2 separate regions of the Macaca mulatta genome follow, and region 2 is linked to region 1. The links are chromatin contacts, called in public Hi-C maps. All regions are on one chromosome and are shown on one strand. Each heading gives the region's core, a stretch centred on a gene start, on an enhancer-like site or on the middle of the called end of the contact. The rest is flanking DNA. Distances are from core to core; before and after follow the strand shown.

The links. A called contact is a pair of places that touch in the nucleus more often than the background predicts.
Region 2: a Hi-C map of fetal cortex germinal zone shows a contact between it and region 1, with 1.5 times the contacts expected there. The contact joins two enhancer-like sites. A contact is called at or near these places in 3 of 14 Hi-C or Micro-C datasets (blood, fetal cortex germinal zone and fibroblasts).

Annotation. Positions count from the first base shown.
Region 1 is chr9:113,360,376-113,366,338 of T2T-MMU8v2.0, forward strand. No RefSeq gene overlaps it. Among named protein-coding and RNA genes, the nearest start is that of BTRC, 64 kb to the right of the region's middle. Within about 2 kb of position 3,741, at least 13 of the 40 cell types and tissues checked have an H3K27ac peak or open chromatin away from gene starts, as enhancers often do. A contact at or near this core is called in fetal cortex germinal zone, where this site is marked.
Region 2 is chr9:113,521,742-113,528,213 of T2T-MMU8v2.0, forward strand. The region is part of intron 1 of BTRC (beta-transducin repeat containing E3 ubiquitin protein ligase); the gene reads left to right. Among named protein-coding and RNA genes, the nearest start is that of BTRC, 98 kb to the left of the region's middle. Within about 2 kb of position 4,325, at least 6 of the 40 cell types and tissues checked have an H3K27ac peak or open chromatin away from gene starts, as enhancers often do. A contact at or near this core is called in fetal cortex germinal zone, where this site is marked.

The DNA.
Region 1 (5,963 bases), core at 2,491-4,990:
TCCTTATTCACCTTAATTCTGCTAACACCAAGAGGGAGACTTTTCCAAAGGCTCTGTACTACAAAACTGAAGGAAAGACTAGGAGAGCCAACACTTACGTTACCATGGCCAGGCCCTGTTCTAAGGACTTTTCCTAAGATTTGCACAACAATCCTAAGAGGTTGGGTACCCCTATCTTACAGATGGAGGAAAGGAGGGCCTGAGAATTCATAAACTTTAGCTGGCGAATGGCACAGCGGGGATTTTGATCCAGGCAGTATATGCTTATGCAACACTACTTTCTCCAAAGCAAAAAAAAAAAAGTGTCTTTATTTAAGTTCCTTGTTCCACATTAGACTGTAGGCTCTCTAAGGGCTTTCTTGCCCATCATGGCATTCCCACAGGGTGAGGCAAAGTGGGACAACCATAAATGTGCACCAAAGGGATTCCAAGACAACTAAAGGCCTCCAAGGACTGCCTGACACACCCCAGTGGGCACAGAGGACATGATCCTTCCCCTTGCCTCAGCCATGGCTAGCATGGATGCTAGACTCAGCCACACTGACTGCTGGCCACAAGGAGGCTCAGCTGAATCCAGAGCCAGGTCCGATGAGATCCTCCAGCCCTTCCAGAACTCTTCCATCTTCTCATTGGTCTCCCTTGACCCTATAGGTTCTGACCCAGTCCTGGCCCCCTCAGCTCATCCTTATAGCCCCTCAAGTGCCTGCACCACCTGTCTCCAAAGACAAGTCACACTTCATGAGGACCCTCATGGTCATGCCCTTCAGAGACTGCTACTCCCCAAGCCCGGTGCTCTCCTGCTATCATGGAGCATATTTGTGGTTAGGGCTGGCCCTGCCTTTCAGAAGTTCAGCCCCCTCACCCAACAACCTGGTTTCAAGTTGTCCTAAGGACAAGTGCCCTGGCTCCAGGAGCCACTCTGCTTCACACCTGCCCCCTGCCCACAGCTGACCAAAGACTTTCCTTTGCCACTCTCTCAATACAAGCCCTCTATTGCTCCCATTCCTGACATGAGTTTCCTCCAAATCCCCACACTGCCTCCTGTGACCCACTTAAGAGTCCTAACTCTCTGGACTTAAAATAGAAAACACTAAACACAAGCTTTTATACTTACCGCTACCAGCGGAATAAAGGTTGCATCTTTAGCAAAAACAACATAACCACCTACTAATAATAACAGTTGCCACCACTTCAAAATGGGTGGCCATTGATTTGCCCAGCTCTCCCCAACCCACTTCCTACCTGTCCCCAGGCTGTGGGTCTCTCGGGATGTGTGACGTGTATGACTGTGTGCTGTGTGTTTTTGCCTTCTTGGGAAAAACTCCAAAGTGACTGCTTGCCCTGGGCTCGTCTATAATCTGGGGCATTGATCTTGGCCCATTGATAGCTGATTGTTTTCACACGTGACTCGGTCACATTCCTCTAATCTCCATCCTTCTGCTCGGTTTGCATGACAAGAAGTGGCCTCAGTGGAGAGAGGTCGCTCACCTCTGACCAGGATATAATTGGAAAAAGAAGGTCATTGCCGCCTTCGCTTCTAGGGCAGATCAGCTTCGTTCCATTTGTGTCACGAGTTCTTGCCAGCACACACTGTCAATGACATGGAGACAATGGCTGTGCCCCACAATGGAGCCCACAGAGATGTGCTCAATACAACACAAACACACCCCAGGATCCGCACTCACTCTCATCAGGACAGGCATGTACAATGACACACACACAATAGGTGCTCTCAGTAAATGCTGATGATAACATCAATGATACACCGGATGATGGGTACCCAGTGACATCCGCACACACAAAAAGACGCACAAAGCAATGCTTACCCAGCGGCGCAGGTACCCAGCAACATATACACGCAGTGACACACAGACACATTCATGAGGGCAAATAGCCCAGGCTGAGTTACCAAGTCCAACATGAAAAAATATGTGACATTTTTCAGTGTACCCGCTTGGCAGGTAGCCCATTAGATCTTGTACTATTATTGATCCACTCGGAGCCAAAGCTGACAGTGCCCCACTCCTGGTCTCCCCATGTTCCCATTCCTAGTGCCCCCCCCCCCCACCCAAGGCAGTTTCTTCAGGTAATGTTCATGTGGGACTCTGTATCAGCGTTATCTGGGGAGCTCTGACACCGGGCATGCTTCCAGAAAGCACTGCCTGTACATACAAGCTCCTTACAATGCGTGCCTGCGGGTAAACACGCTTATGTTAAAAATCTCCCTCAAGTAATTCTGCTGTCCTCCCAGGTCGAGAACACTGAGCTGTCACCACCAGGCTCCCCTCTCCAGGGTGGCAGAACTTGCCCGTTGAGGGTGTTGGGCTGTATTTTATTTTCTAACTTAGTTTGGGAAGGGATGAGGCCCCAGAGCTGAGAAAAGGACAGTCAATGGCCAGGAACCGGATGAGTTAAAACCGGGTCCTATAGCTTTGATCCCTGGCGACCCTGGCTGGCCTCCTTAGCGCCCGCGCAGCCAGCACAGGACTCTTCGCGCAGGACGTCCCGGAGACTCGCCCACGCTCCCCAGCCAGGCAGCGAAGGCCCAGATCTCCCAGCGCCTCCACGCCGCGTCGGCAGCGGCCTTGGGGGTCTTCCGGGGACAGTGGTCAGCCCTGGGCCGGGTAACCCAGCCTTTGGGCGCCTCCCCGGGGCTCTGGGGTCCCAGGGCGCCAGGACCAACACCAGGAAAGCCAGAAGTTTCCTTTCTTTGGGGCAGGAGCTAGGGGAGTCGCCCTACGCCCACCCTGCCACGCGGGACCCCTCCGGGAGAGGGCAGAGGGCGCCGGGCAGGGACCAATCTTCGGCGGCGACCGGTCACTCGCGCCCGAGCGAGGAGACCCTGAGATCCGCGGGGAGAGCACAGGGTCGCGCCGCCCTCTGGCGGCTCAATGACAGAGTTGAGGCCCGGGCGGCTGGCGGCTGCGGGGTCTGGCAGCTCCAGGAAAGGCTCCCCCTTGTGAAGAGACGCCCCTACGAGGACTGTCCTGTCCTGTTCCTGCCCTCCCGCTCCCGCTCTCCTTCTCTCCCCTTCTTTATTTTCTCTCTTTCTCCTCCCCCCACTTCTTCCACTCTTCCTGCCCTTCCCCCCTCCCCGTCCTCACTCCTTTTCCCACCCCCGTTCCTTTCTCTCGTCCTTCGCCCACCCCCTCCCGCCCCCACGGGGCAGCGCCTTGGTGCGCCTGCTTGGCAGTTAGCCCGTTAGATCTCTTACTATTGATCCGTTTCTGAGCAAAAGCTGACAGCACCCCCCTTCCGGGCTCCCCACGTTCCCATTCCCCGCGCCCCCCTCCAGGCAGTCTGGCCTGCGCCTCCTCCCACCCCCCACGCGGGCCGCACCGAAGTCTCGCCCTCACAAAGGACAAGAACAAATGTAATTAAAGCGACCGGCAAGGGGGGTGCGCCCCCACCAACGCGGGCACGAGCTAGGGTCCCAGCGGCCGGTGGCGGGCCTGCCACCTCCCTCCCCCGTCCCCGCCCCCTGGAGCGGGAGCATTTGGGTTGAGCTGCGCCTGTCCTATAAATCCACATATAATTCTCGCCTTTCCTGTTCAGCTAAGGAAAATAAACGTGTAAGGCTGTTTCTGGGAGCCCAGCTCAGGGACCGCTCTAAATTCTCCTCTTATTGAGTCGGGGCTGGAAATCATTCAGCTCGGCGGCGCGCCCCAGAACCACCCCCAACCCCCGCTCCGGCTCGCGCCCGCGCCCGCCGCGCACACGCACGCGCGCACACGGAAGGCAGGCTCAGGGTATATAAATATCTCCAGCTCTCCCCATAGCTGGGCAGATTTATTCCGCTGCCAAGCCTGCAGAAAATTGACTTGTTCATGGAGGCGGCTATTGACACATCACCGGGGGGAGGGTTAGGGGAGAAAGCAGTGGAGCCGGCGCCCCTCCATTATACGTTAATGTAATCAGCAGTGTGCGAAATGACTGCGCGGAAAATAGCATCACTGACATTTATATTAGAGGATATTGATGGCAGGAGCTGTGACCGCATCACTCTGCCTCCCGTTTCCACGGATTGACACAGGAGCCTCTTGTTGGCTCCATCCACGCTCGCCTCCCCTCCCCCCTCCCCCTCCCGCCCTCTCTATGTCTCCACCCACTCTGTGTCTTTCCAGCTCTCCCCCTCTCCTCATCTCACCCCCACCCTCCCTATTCACTCTTTGATCACTCATTTTCCAAATAATTCTTGAGCACCTACTGGGTGCCAGGCGCAAGGGTCTCTCCCTATGCCTCCTCTCCCTAGGTTTCTCCCTCCCCCTCTCCCCCACCGTGCCCTTGCCCTCTTTCTCCCTCCTCCCCAGCTCTGCCTCTCCCCTCCCCCTGCCTTGGCTCGATGGCTGGACCGCTGCTGTCACAGCAGATAGATAATTGAAAAATGGGCCTCACCTTTGCAGCCAGCAGGAGTGGTTCAGGCAGTTACCGCCGGGGTTACCTACTCCATCTCAGGCCCAGGCTCCAAAAGAGATTCTGAGGAAATTGGATTTTACATGGATGTTTTATTCGAGTAGAGGCTTTAGTGTATATAAATACAGGCGAGGAGGCCTTGGCGGCAAGGATGAGTGAGGACAGACAATCCCGCCTGGGGCCTCCAGGCTCAGGGGAGGCAGGCGGGCCATGTGCTCAGCTCCGGGTCCCAGACCTGGACATCAGCGCATTCCCCCTCATCATCTGGGACTGAAAGAGGTTAATGCTTCTGAACAGCTCCTCAAAAGCTGTCTTGGGAATAAAAAAGTGTGTGGTTGCTGAGAACTCAGGACAGTATACTGAGAAAAGAAGGAAATACACTGGAGAAGTCTGAAGACTGATTTTTTTTTTTTTTTTTTTTTTTTTGAGACAGAGTTTCATTCTTGTTGCTTAGGCTGGAGTGCAATGGCATGGTCTCTGCTCACTGCAACCTCCGTCTCCCGGGTTCAAGCGATTCTCCTGCCTCAGCCTCCCGAGTAACTGGGATTCCAGGCACGTGCCACCACACTCAGCTAATTTTGTATTTTTAGTAGAGACAGGGTTTCTCCATGTTGGTCAGCCTGGTCCCGAACTCCCAACCTCAGGTGATCTACCTGCCTCAGCCTCCCAAAGTGCTGTGATTGCAGGTGTGAGCCACAGTTCCCGGCTGAGGACTGATTCTTTCAATAAATATTTATTGAACCTTTAACTTTTGAAGTGTTGAGTTTGAGGCACAGGAGTGAGTAAGTTATGGCTGCTGCCTTCAAGAACAATCTAATAGTTTGGAGAATGATACTGGGGGTTTCCTTTTTTTTTTTTTTCCCAGAGATGAGGGTCTCCCTATGTTGCCCAGGCTGGACTTGAACTCCTGGTCCAAAGCAATTTTCTTGTCTCAGCCTCCCATCTAGGGTTTCTGGTTATGGATAAGGAAAGGGAGAGTGAGAAAGCAGATGCTGAGATTGCTTTTCTAGGGAGTGACCAGCTGGGGAGCTTGAATGAAGAGGCAGAAGGGAAAGTGGTCGGACTGGGGAGATAAAGGACCTAACTCTCCAGTCCGCTCTCTGAGCCTGGTTAGCAAAGCATCTAGAGAACTTGGACAATGGTGGACAATGAATCTATAGGCAAGATCACATCCTGGTGAGATTCTCTGGAGGGCCAGGATGAAGGATCATTGAAGACCAAGGTGAGGCCCTCCAGAGAGACCAGGTAGAAGGTGGGAAGAGGGCCTTTGTGGGAGGCCTAAATTGAAGGCACTTGGGCAAATGAGGGGCATCAGAAGACCAGGGAGATGGGATGTGGGTGTGGAGTGGGAGGAGGCAATGCCTGGGGACCTAGGATAAAGATTCTTTTGGCTGGACATGGTGGCTCACGCCTATAATCCCAGCACTTTGGGAGGCCAAGGAGAGTGGGTCACCTGATGTCACGAGTTCGAGACCAGCCTAGCTTACATGGTGAAATCCCGTTTCTACTAAAAATACAAAAATTAGCTGGGCATGGTGGCACACACCTGT
Region 2 (6,472 bases), core at 3,075-5,574, 160 kb after region 1:
ACTATGGTATTTACTAATTCTGTACTGTAAGAACAACTACTATGATACTAAAATTGATGTTTGATATCTGTCAAACCAATTATCTATTACCAGACTCTGTAGTGGTGTTTTCCATTCCATACTGCAACAAGTGCTATTGATGATAGCTAATAACATATTAGTATATTAGTAATAATTACTAATAGTAATTATAGTAACAGTTATTAGTAATAATAACAAAATGCCATTGATGATAGCTAATAACAGATTTTAAAATATCATTCATTAAAATTAGCCCAATTTGAATTTCAGTGCTATAATGATTATTAAATTAAATTAAAGTAAAAGGCCACTTTAAAATTAGGTTCTAATCAAAGACAGAATAATTTGGAAACATTTTGATTGTTTATCACTTATTTTTTTCTTCAGTCAACTAAGTATTATTAATATTTCCAAAGAAAACAATTTCTGCTAAATGATAGTAAAATTTTCTATAATTTAGTGACTTGTGGAATAATTTTGAGAAAAGAAGATGTACATTTCTTGTGATTCTTTAAATAGAGGATAGTTACGGTGTGGAAAGTAATGACAACATAATCAAATTAATTGTAGGATTTGTCAGAAATGCACAAAATCCTGTATAGTTAGCAAAATGGTAGATTAGAGGTATACAGCCATTCTCTAGCATTCCAATAACTTAAGATCTTAGGCTTAAGAGAAATAATTTTGATATTCTTTAAGTAGAAACTATTTACATTGCTATAGAAAAAAGCAGTTTCCTTCTATTGGAGAAAAAACATCTTTAAAAAATTGTTACTTACACATCAAAGAGCATTGCTTTAAAACAACAACAACAACAACAACAAACCAACAAGGTTGTTTATCCCTGGAGCAGTAAAATTAGCCATTTTTCCCATTAAATTTGTTAAATTACCCCTAGTAGAACTCCAGGCTAATCTGTTTTGGTTTTATTTTCATTTGTTGTTTGGTGATGTTAACAGATTAAAAATTGAAGACATGAATTGGTGTTTATAACCTTTGACCCTTCAGCAATAGAAGTCTTCTCAAATTTTAAATCCTTAGGCCAATACTACCTTAGGGTCTGGCTACTTAGAGACCCATGAGAATGCAGTTAATCTGAGTTATATTTGCTGTTTTCTGTTTAAAAACATTTTATTTCATTCTAGTTTTTTCATTTCTATAGTGGAGATGAGCAGAAAATGCAAAGCAGGATTTACAGCAAAAGTTACAGATTAAACTCAAGTATCCCAAATAAGGGGTATAATTAGTCTACTTACCGTTTTAAGAGGAAAGCAAGGGATATAATGTATGGTATATGATTTTTTTTCTCTCCCTATATGTTACTTTTCTTTAAGGTACACCCTTCAAGATCTATGCTGAGACATGTTTTTCAGCCTTGGGAACCAAAAATTTATAGAAATAGGTGAGAGGAATGGTATTTGTAATTTTAATGACCCGAAGAGACATTAAGGCAGTATCATTAGTGGGGAAGGACACAGTATAGTAATAAGCCTATATAATAATTTCTTAATTAGGAAAAATAATAATGATTAAACAAGAGCCAGTCCATATTAGAGATATACACATAAACACAGATCTTAATCTAGCCCAGTCTAGTTTTCAGAAATGTAGTTTATTTACTTGGGATGGTTTCACATCTGGGGATATTAGCTTTTATCAAGTTTAAAGGAATCTTAAATTTCTTCCAAAATATTGTTGTCATAATAACACCAAAGCAAGGGGATGAAAGTCATTTAGCAAAAAGAAACAAAAACCCAGAAACAAGGATGACAGAAAAAAAAAATTCATCAGAGAGAAAGAATTTTGTCATACATCCTAAGGGTTCCATAGTTCTCAGTCCTATTTTGATTAAAAAAAAATCTACATAAGAAAATCTACAGAGGTCTTTGAGTTACAAAAATAACCAGATGTCCTTATTAGTAGAAGCAAATGTTTGCCTCTTAATTTACTCAAAACTATATGCAGAGGATCTCTGGATGAAATATTTTTGTAAATATGGTAGCAAAGAAAATCATGGCATGAAAAAACCTGTCCAAAACACATAATTGTGAAGGTAACGTCTTAAAGAGGAAAGCAGTTTTTAAAAAGATTCATAGAGATTTAAAGGTAAAAGGTAACTTAAGCTAGTTACATTTTTGTTTACATGATAGGTATGCTTAACTTTTTATTGTGTATGGTTTTCTATCTCAAATCCCCATGGTGAATTTTAATTCATTTGCCTTGCTTATTTCGCTACTTTGTACATTGTTATTGCATTTTGAATAGTGTAAACATATGGGTGAATTGCTTTTTTCCCCCCTGAAAGTTGTCCTTTTAGTTCCATCAAGAAAAAAACAACCTACAGTAGTATAAGATGCCTGCTTTGCAAGCGTGTTTGGGATTTTAAAATATTAACCCACATTTTAATAAATAGATGTAATTTTGTAATTGCATTCATACATTAAGCAGGATAAAATGTAAAAAAAAAAAATCTACGTGAAAGGGTAAGGTAGGAAGTTTTTTTGTTTGTTTTTAAATCAAGGCTTTAGAACCAAAAAAAAAAAAAAAACTTTACAGTTTAAATGGACTATTACTTCTGATGTGGAGCATATTAACATAATTACAAACTTTTATATACTCATAGTCATTGCTAAGTTGATGTTCAAACCTTCGATTAAGAAGTCACAAAGCTGACTGTGTTCAGACAGCTGTGTAATATTGCTCCTATTCACAAAATAGATAACTGTTTTAGCCCCTCTCCCTTTTTTGGTACCCATATTTATTGCTACAAATTTATCTTTCTCCTATAGCTAGACTTTTAATTAATGGTGAAATATTAAAATGTTGTATTGTGATATTTTCGGTGACTTGGAAGTTAACAGAAAGCAACACTGCTCATTCATGTCCTTGCCTTGTCACTCCCTGATGCAGTTCATCTCTTCTATCCTTATCAGAGTATCTCAGTGCTTAGTTTAGCTTGTTTATCTTAAAAGAGCAGGAGGCAGGCTTTTAGGGAGTAAGCTACATGTTCCAGTATAACAGGCACCAATGCAGTTTGACTTGAAAAACATTTGATCTCTTACATTAACAGCCCATGTCACTGTAATAGGTGCTACAGCCGGGTTGTTCAGTTTTCTATTATTTTAGCTTTGAAATAACTGTTAGTGCTGCCCCAAAATCTTCGTGTATAAAATTGTATATTGGCCGTCCCCCCAGGACTCGTAAGTAAACAAGGTGATATGTGTGGCCAGAGAGGGGATATTTGTTGGCTTTGTTTTAGATCATAACTGATCCTATCTAAAGATGTTTTCTGTCTGATCCCTGATATTGGGTGCTGCATGACTGTGTAAATTCACAGACTAGCAATATTTTACGGCAGATTTCTGTTTGTTACTAATGCTCAGTGACTATTATGAACTTTCATTTTTTCTGATAATGCAACATTTAGTTTTTATGAAGCTTAATGTTAAAGATCCTGCACAATTTTCCTAAGTATAGCAGTTTGCACAGCAGTTGTTGAAAATGGGCAAGCAAGAATTTAAAGGGAATGTTTGTTAGACTTAAAATATACTTTATTTTAAAATAATTCAGTTGTGGGTATAATTTCTGTGCCAGGAATAGTTTGACAGTTGCAATTAGGCAGAGGTATTAAAAGAACAGAAAACAAAATTCGTATAATCAGGTTGATGTTTTCTTCCTCTTTAAGAGTACTTTTCCTTTTAATAGTGGTAGAATGGCAGCAAATAATTTTAATCCTTCCTTTCTTCCTTCCTCTATTGTCAAGAATCTAATTTTTCTCATTCTTATTTTTTTCTGATACAACATTACCAGGCCACCCAGTTACTGTCTTTGAATTTAACCTGAATTAGACACATCAGCCAGAACAAGCATAATTGGTTGAAAGGCAGCCATCTATCTAGGGAGTTCTTCTAAATACTGAATGTGTCATGCGCTTTGACATGACTTATCTGTAATCTCTGAATACAGAAAGCACTTTCTGTGTTAGCTGTAGGTGTTAAAGCAGTAGTGTGTTTTAAGAATGTGTGCTGTGCAAATTCTGGCTTGTGAGGTAATGACAAGTGTTTGCCTGCATAGACAATATATTTTTTCCCCCCGAGGTCCCCACACACCTAGTTTCCCTCAAGCTCATCATCTCTGTCAGGTTAATCAATAGGCACCGTATGGCAGAGGGTCAGTAATCAGTGTCATCGTGCCTTTAAATCGTGTTGAAAATTTGCTTAAAGCCTGGGCCAATTAACATCGAGATGATGAATGGATGGGAAGATGGGAAGAGCCTGCCGCTCAGGGGCTTTGTGAGGAGGAGATGCTCAGCTGTTGAGCAGCAGACACCAGCGAATAAAATCAGCCATTCATGTGAGCTCAGTCCACCCACTCTTAATGATAATGTCAATCTAGCAAAATATATACACATTGGAGTTGTCACGAGTTCATAAATCAAAGGAGTTTGTCAAAGGCATTCAGATTAACGAGGCAGCAGCAATAACAAGTCAAATTTGCATAGAGAATTGCTCGAATCTCAGTAAATTATGATCCTGTTTTTCATTTGATTATTTGCTAATGTCTCAAGAGGGAGAATGATTATATTAGCATGCAAAATCTACTCCAGAAGTAGAAATCTGAGGTATAGAAGACCAGTGCACTATGACAATTAATCAGTTTCTGCATACTAGCATAAATGCACAAGGCCCAGAAATGAACTTCTTTTTTATTATTATTTCTCCTTGCTACTGATCCAAATGGTTCAGCTTGACAGAGACTTTATATTGCTTTAACAGTGTTCTGAATTGTGCCTGCAGGCAAGACATAGTTATGTAGCTATAACCAACCTATCCATCTGCCAACCAGATTGGAATTCTCCTATCCAAGGCTTCCATTAACCCCCACTGACAGCTCCAAACAGGATTAAGAATTTGGAAGCATAGAAAATAGTTGTTCTTTGCAAATACACACAATCCCTCTGCATTTTGAGAAAGGATGCATCTGTAGTGTTTTATGATTAGTGTCGAACAGTGTGGCGGGGAAAAAGCCTGCTTGGCAGTTTTTTGACTTCTGTCACAGGGAGTAAGGCGGTGCTAATGGAAGTCCTCTTTGGTTGTCCCAGGGAATGTTGTCCATTCTATCTACTCGTTAGCACTGTGCTTGGAATTGGTATATTACTAGAAAAGAGCACTCCTTGAAAGCCTTAACTGGTGGATCCGTTGAGTTTAGCAGCATAGGGAGGCCTTGATGTGGTTGTGGTTTAATAGAGTATGTCAAATGATAAACATGCTGGAGAAGCAGTGTGCATGAAAACATGCCAGAGAATATCTTAGGAGGACACTTTCGGTCCTCCCTAAAATGGGTCCTTGAATAGGATATTCCGATTAGCTTCTGAACTTAAATGACCTAAGTTTTTCGCCATTGTATCCTAAAAGGATTAATTAAAATTTGTTTAAACACACACACAGTGTTTTTTTTTTTTAATGACACCTTTCATTGAAGAGTTTGAGTGATTTTGTCCATGTAACTAAAATATCTGTTAACCTTGTAGAATAGTAATTTCTGTTTTTGTAAATTGTAAATGTATATTTGGAGGCTATTATTAACTTCAAGTCACATAACAAGTTAATGGGAAAAAGTACTAATCCAATTACTAATTTACCATTGAAGCTCACTATGTTTGCAATTAGTTACTAGAAATTGGTCTCAGTATTTTTTCCTTCATGTGGGTTGTCATTCTACACGATGATGAGCAGATGATTTCATTTTTTAAATGTGTTCGAAGTCAGAATTGTAATCCACCACAATTTACCTGCTTTGCTAAAATGATATAATTATCCCAGTTACAGTGTCCTTTGAATCCTCCCAGTGAAGTATGTGGCATTGGTGGGAAATGTTAGCTTGTAGCTTTGGAGCTGGTTATTTTATTTATAACAGATGTCTCTTCAAACAGGCTCAGGCTCTATTGCACCATCCAACCTTGAGCAAGATGCTTACTCAAAGATTATTATAAGTCATTATGGGTGGCTTGACTTTTCATCACTGTGTAAATTAGTTCAATTTTTATTTGATTATATAATAAACTCTTAATTATCCATTTTATCAGGAGTTGTGTGTTCAAATAGATAACTGAAAATAGTAAATAAGCCACTTACTAGGTCATGGAGAATGTCGCCCCAGCTATGAACCTGCTGTGTGCTACCATCAGAACATCTTTACTTCTTGAATTGGGCAGTCAAAAATATAAACAACCCTCAAAGTAAGGAATGCTTTGGTTAAGGGTTGTCAAACTTTGTCTGTAAAGGGCCAGATAATAAACATTTGAAGCTTTGTAGGACATAGCGTCTTTCTTGTGGCCACTTACCTCTTCCATTGTGTGAAAGCAGCCACAGACAAATCCTAAATGGATGGGCATGGCTATGGGTCAGTTAAACTTTATTTACAAAAATATGTGTCAGGCCAGAGCTTGTAA